Linked DNA regions of Rattus norvegicus: region 1 is linked to region 2. A link is a contact called in public Hi-C data. All regions are on one chromosome and are shown on one strand. Each heading gives the region's core, a stretch centred on a gene start, on an enhancer-like site or on the middle of the called end of the contact. The rest is flanking DNA. Distances are from core to core; before and after follow the strand shown. Region 1 overlaps Prox1 (prospero homeobox 1). Region 2 has its middle 130 kb from the start of Prox1.

What was found. Hi-C and Micro-C count contacts between places; a contact is called where the count stands out from the background.
Region 1: a contact with region 2 is called in a Hi-C map of liver, with 4 times the contacts expected there. The contact joins two enhancer-like sites. A contact is called at or near these places in 4 of 12 Hi-C or Micro-C datasets (hepatocytes, kidney and liver).

The regions. Positions count from the first base shown.
Region 1 is chr13:104,207,248-104,209,947 of GRCr8, forward strand. The region is part of intron 4 of Prox1 (prospero homeobox 1); the gene reads right to left. Among named protein-coding and RNA genes, the nearest start is that of Prox1, 42 kb to the right of the region's middle. Within about 2 kb of position 1,429, at least 20 of the 93 cell types and tissues checked have an H3K27ac peak or open chromatin away from gene starts, as enhancers often do. A contact at or near this core is called in hepatocytes and liver, where this site is marked.
Region 2 is chr13:104,124,564-104,127,301 of GRCr8, forward strand. No RefSeq gene overlaps it. Among named protein-coding and RNA genes, the nearest start is that of Prox1, 130 kb to the right of the region's middle. Within about 2 kb of position 1,313, at least 3 of the 93 cell types and tissues checked have an H3K27ac peak or open chromatin away from gene starts, as enhancers often do. A contact at or near this core is called in hepatocytes and liver, where this site is marked.

The DNA of each region.
Region 1 (2,700 bases), core at 179-2,678, 83 kb after region 2:
TCTCAGTAAGGAAGGTGTTTTTGACACTATCTTTTAAGCTAATCCCTCCACGTCCCCCAAACTTCAACATAAAAACGGAAGATGTGTGTAAGGATGACAGGGCTGGTTGAGAGGGAGAAAAGAGAGCCCTGCTTGTATTTTGGTGAATCCGTCCGTGTGTGGGTTTTCTTTCTTTTTTCCTTCTCCACTTTTTTTTAATACTATAAAAGGGCAATAAAATGCTGACTTGGAGAAGACAATGTCAAGGAGAAAAGGGTGCTGGTATTTTGGATACTCTTCACTGCTCGCCTTGGAGAGAGTTATTCTTGTCACAGGCCTTTTGTCTGCATCTGCTGACGGCTTGCCCATAGCCAGCAGCATACTTTAACTGTTTTGTCACCTCCCAACATCACATGCATCAGCTGTTGGGCTTTTGTTACGGGTATTGTAGAACTAATCCGCTGTGGCTGTTCTACTGTGCAGTAAATAAAACAGAAACCGGCTTCTCAGACCGTTGTGCATGAATATTTCAGACAGCTTTTTACAACTCGGGGACTCACCAAATCAAATAAATAAATAACTCCCCCACCCCCAGCATCCACAGACCCTCCCCACCGACTGAAACAAAACCCCTCCAGCTCAACACAGATGCCTCCGAGTCACAGGGAGTGAAGCTGGCAAGTTGAAAGAAGAGTGTTCTCGACTTGGGCCCTCCCGAGTTCGTAGTTAAGAGGAGAGTTAAATACATCTGAGGCTCAGCACTGAAAATTTGCAGAGCCTTTGGTGGGGGGGTTGTATGTTTATATAGTTATATATTTTAATATATTTTGCACACACATGTACGTGTATGTTTCCATATATACTCTTAATTAATCCCTGTGTCCTTTCTATAATGTGTACCCTGTACAGAGGTGTGCTGAGAAAATCAGACTCTAAAATGTTCTTCAAAACTAAATACACACCACGAACCCACTCCACGTAGGAACAGGGCAGTCCACCAAGTAGAGACACCAAGGCCTCCCCACAAGATGACTTCTGAATGTCTTTGGAAGAGTTCAGGAGAGAAAGGGCATCTATCTTCCCCACATGGGCATGCTTGGGACACAAAGGTCCCAGGAAAGAGACAAACACTGAAGTTCTTTCGGAGCCATTCACCCCGGTGGGCACATGATTCCCCTAAACAAACTGGCCCATCCCTGCTGTTTGGTAAGTAAATATTGATCGAGGAGAGGCCTGTCTCCTGACAGCAGTGGCTTAAGCTGGGGACCTGTACTGCTCAAGAGTGGGGTTAGAGGATGAACTCGGATGGTGCATCACTCTTCACAGACTACCAGTCAGAACAGACACACACGCTATGGCATGGCAGCTCTTCGCCTCTGTCTTGGTCACCCTAACACCTGCCAGGAGCAGAACAGAGAAATCACAGGCCTGTGAAATATGGTCACATGATATCAGCCAGGCGTGCAGCTGTGCTATGTGGACAGCCCCGACTCCCCGGCCTTTCAGAAGAGGAGGAGGTTCAGGATGCTCTTGGTGCACTGTGGGATTCTCTCCCAGTACCTTCTCTGTCCAGGGAATGTGCATGGGAAGGCAAGCCCAAGTGAACCCATGGACAGAGACTTCAGAAGAGAGTTCTGCCACCCATGAAGCATCTCCCCTCTCCGAGGTTTAGTGAGCAAGCCCAAAGCCTGGTTTGGGGTCTGCTTGGGTGATGTTATTGGCTGGGCCAGCACATGGAGAAAGATGCCTTGTGCTTTATGTTGGTTATTTCATAACTGGGACTCAAAGGCCTCATCTTCTGTCGTGTCAGGGGCTGAACAGAAGTGTGTTCTTCCTTGGGAAGAGTCAGTTTTGAGTCCTCTTTACAGACTGGGTATGTATTAGCCCCGAGTGCCATGATCTAAGAGTAAGTCGTCCTGTTTTGAGTTCTTAACAAGTTTGATTAGGATGCCCCGAGTGCTCTCTCTAAGTGTGCAGAAGGAGGCCGCCTCCAGAGTTAGAGCAGACTAAATGGATGTCTTCACAACAACTAAGATTAGGCCTAAGTCCTCCCTCTCTCTGATGCTGCAGCCGGCATTCAACTTTCAGGCACCCTGGAGACTTCAATTAGTTTAATACTCTGTGTAATGTGGGGCCCCAAGGGTGAACCTATTTCCTAACTACACATTTAGTTCCTTAAACACCTGAAGAATAAATATTCTTAGGAAAAGTTTAACACACACACACACACACACACACACACCCCATACACACACACACACACACACACACACACCACACACACACACACACACACACACGGGGCGGGGGAGGGGGTCTGTGTTCCCTTGGTCTAAGCAAAAGAACATATGGTATAATAGTCTGTGCCTCCTCTCCCCCCACCCGCCCCCTTCATTCTAAAACAAAGCTGCAAAAAAGAACAATGTTCTGTTGAGCAAAATTCAGTAGCATTCTGTAAACATTAATTTAAGAAAATCAATAGACTCAGTGAGCTATGCTACAAGATAAACCGGCCAGAGTGCCACTTTGTCAAACAGATTTCCCTTTCCCTAGGCTGGAGAAAGACAGTTTCAAAATGGGGCAAACGTGTTGCAACCAAGGTTTGAAAAGTATGTGGCCTTCAAAACAGTCTGTCCCTTCCTACTACAAAGCTAGGCAAACATAGTTTCAAAATGATAAGACCGGTTGGGAATGGATTTGGTGTTCAAATTTTACACAGAG
Region 2 (2,738 bases), core at 63-2,562:
CGGGTGACGTTGGATGTTGACCTCTAGTGTCAATGGACAAGGGGCCAGTGATGAAATCTTTGCCTCAGGTTTTCTAGGCAAAAACGGGAACTTAGCTATGTAGAGCCATAACCAGACTTTGTTATTCAAGGAGACCTGTGAAACGAGAGGTCTGGATTCACCGCGGACTGACTGTTTCCTTGAGTCTAAAAGGAGGCAAAGTCGTACTGAGCACCTGGAACCCTCCTAAAACGTTCTCTGTGTGTATGGTTTATCTGTAGGCAATGTGTTTACATACGTGTGCATGTCTGGAGACCAGAGGATGATGTTGAGTCTTTCTCAGGTTCCATTTTGACACACGGCTTCTCACTGAAACTGCCTTAGCTGACCCGGCTGGCCGGTAAGCCTCAGGGATCCCTGTCTCCCTCTGTCCAGTGCTGGCATTGCAGGTACTCACCACTGTGCTCAGCTTTTTATCTGGGTGCTGGGGTTCTGAACTCAGGTCCTGGTGCTTGCATAGCAAACGCTCCACCCCCGACCTATCTCCCAGTCCACCAGACGGGAGTCTCAGGCAGTAAAAGGAGTCACAGACGCCAAGAGCTTAGAGCCGGACGCTGCCTATAGCTGCCCCAGGAGATGCTATTGTTTTTCTGTCCTTGAGACCAACTGCAGCCACTCAAGAGAAATGGCTGTGCGGTGGGCACCCTGTTAGGCATAATTTCATCCTCATAGAAACTCTCTGTGCTACTGATTTTTTTTTGTCCCCAGGCATAGATGAAGAAAGTGAGGCATGGGGACCATCTGCTCAAGGTTACACATTAATGGATAAGGGACGTGGAAATCTAACTCAGGGGTGGCTGGCACAAGCTATCGCTTCTTACTACAAGGTACCCCGAGCAAAGCAAACAAACAAACAAAAAACAAAAACAAAATAAAAAAACCCAAACAAACAGAACAAGAAGCATCCTCACCCTAGGTATGTTCCAGGCCTCCTGAGAAGGCTATCCGGGAGCTCTTTCAACAGCCAACACGACAGAGTCATGGCTGTGATGTTTTCAAGCGATGTTTTTTAAAAGGATTCTTTTGGAACGATAACTAGATCTCGGGAAGTTTATTTTACGTAAGATTCCAACTTTTTTTTTGTAAGCTTTTGTGCAGCTTATGGGTTGCTCTGTTTTGCCTTAGCGTTTAAAGACCTGGTCTTCCTTTAAGGGCACGCGGAGGCCCCTTCAAAATCAAACCGGTCAATGGCATTGATTGGCTTTGCTGCTGTGTGCAGAAGACATTTCATGAAGGCTTTCTGTGCCAGCTGAGCCTGTCACCGCGGATGGCATTTGAGGCTAGAGACTCAGCTGTGTCCTGTAGGGCTGTGGGTGAGGGATAGTGCGTGTTGGGGCACTCCTGTGCACTGCTGCGAGGGGTCCAGGTGAAGTTGGGGTGCATCGTGTGGTGGTAAGGGTGGAAACACAGAATCCCTGAGGTCCCCAATACCCTCTTTCTTCAAGGAAAGGATGACCAGCATAACCTGAAGATTTGTCACACTCAGAGTGGAGTTGACTCTGACTGAGCTTGCTCCTTGGCTAGCTCACTGCTCCTGGCTCCTGAACTTTTCCTCCCCCCCCCCCCACCAAGACCACAACAAGGGAAGATTGACAGCTGGAATGGAAAAACCCACAGTGTGGTCTACAAATACAGATAGGGCCAGAAGTGGGGGAAGATCCTCTCTCCTTCCCTGTTTGTTCAGAGATAAAGAGGCCCATTCAGTCCACATGGGGTTCAGAAATTTAAACATACATCAATGGATGGCAGAATGGAACTGCCCTGCTTGGGCCAAGTCCAGAGTCAGGCACCTCAGGTTCCGAGCCCTCTGTGCCAAGTGTCCCCAATCCCTCCCTTTCAAACCGTCACCCTTTAAGCATTTACTGTGCAATCTCAGAGCCAAGACGTTTCTTTTTCTTCTATATTTTTTTGATTTAAAAAAAGAAGCCTCTTATATTTCTAATCCTGGAGTTTCAGATCTGACAATCCCCGTTCCAAAGACAAAAGTTCTTTTTTTCTTTTGTCTTATCTTTTTTTTTAATTCTTTACTGGAATTTTTTCATTCCTTCTCACCCATCCCAGCCCCATTTCTCATTTCCTCAGGAAACCATTTAGCTAGAGACACAGGGAAAGTTCCCCCAGCACATTTCACCAGCCCCCACAGACTCCCACATTCCAGGCAGTGATCAGACACTAAGAACGCACAGTCTCGCCCGTGAGCATTTCTGCCAGGGGACAGTTGGAAAGGCTCTCACCCCTATTCACACCAGCTTGCCTTCAGGAACTCCTGCAAATGTCAGGTCGGCCCCTCCATGTCACTTTTTGGAATATCCAGGTAAAGCCACCACGGAGCTCCCATGGGGTCACTGGAGAGGACACTCCTGTGTGCTTTCCAGGATTCTCTTGGAAGAGCACCTGCAGAGACAGTCTGGGGGAGGGGGCTGCAGTGGGAAGATGCTGCACTCTGCAGAGTTTTATCTGTTGGCGGACAGGCGACCGGCGGGCAAGACCTCTGTTCCCTGTTTTGGAGGAAGGCTCTGCATCTCCAGGAGGAACGAATAGACCCAAAGAGAGCAAATTAAGTGTGTGTTTTGGTGGTAAGTGTTAGGAGGAAATAAAACATTTATGGAAATAAACTATTTTACTATAATGAGTAATTTCCACTGTGTTTTCAAAAAAAAAAAAGTGTCCCTAATACTCCAAGAGTCAGTTGTCTGCTG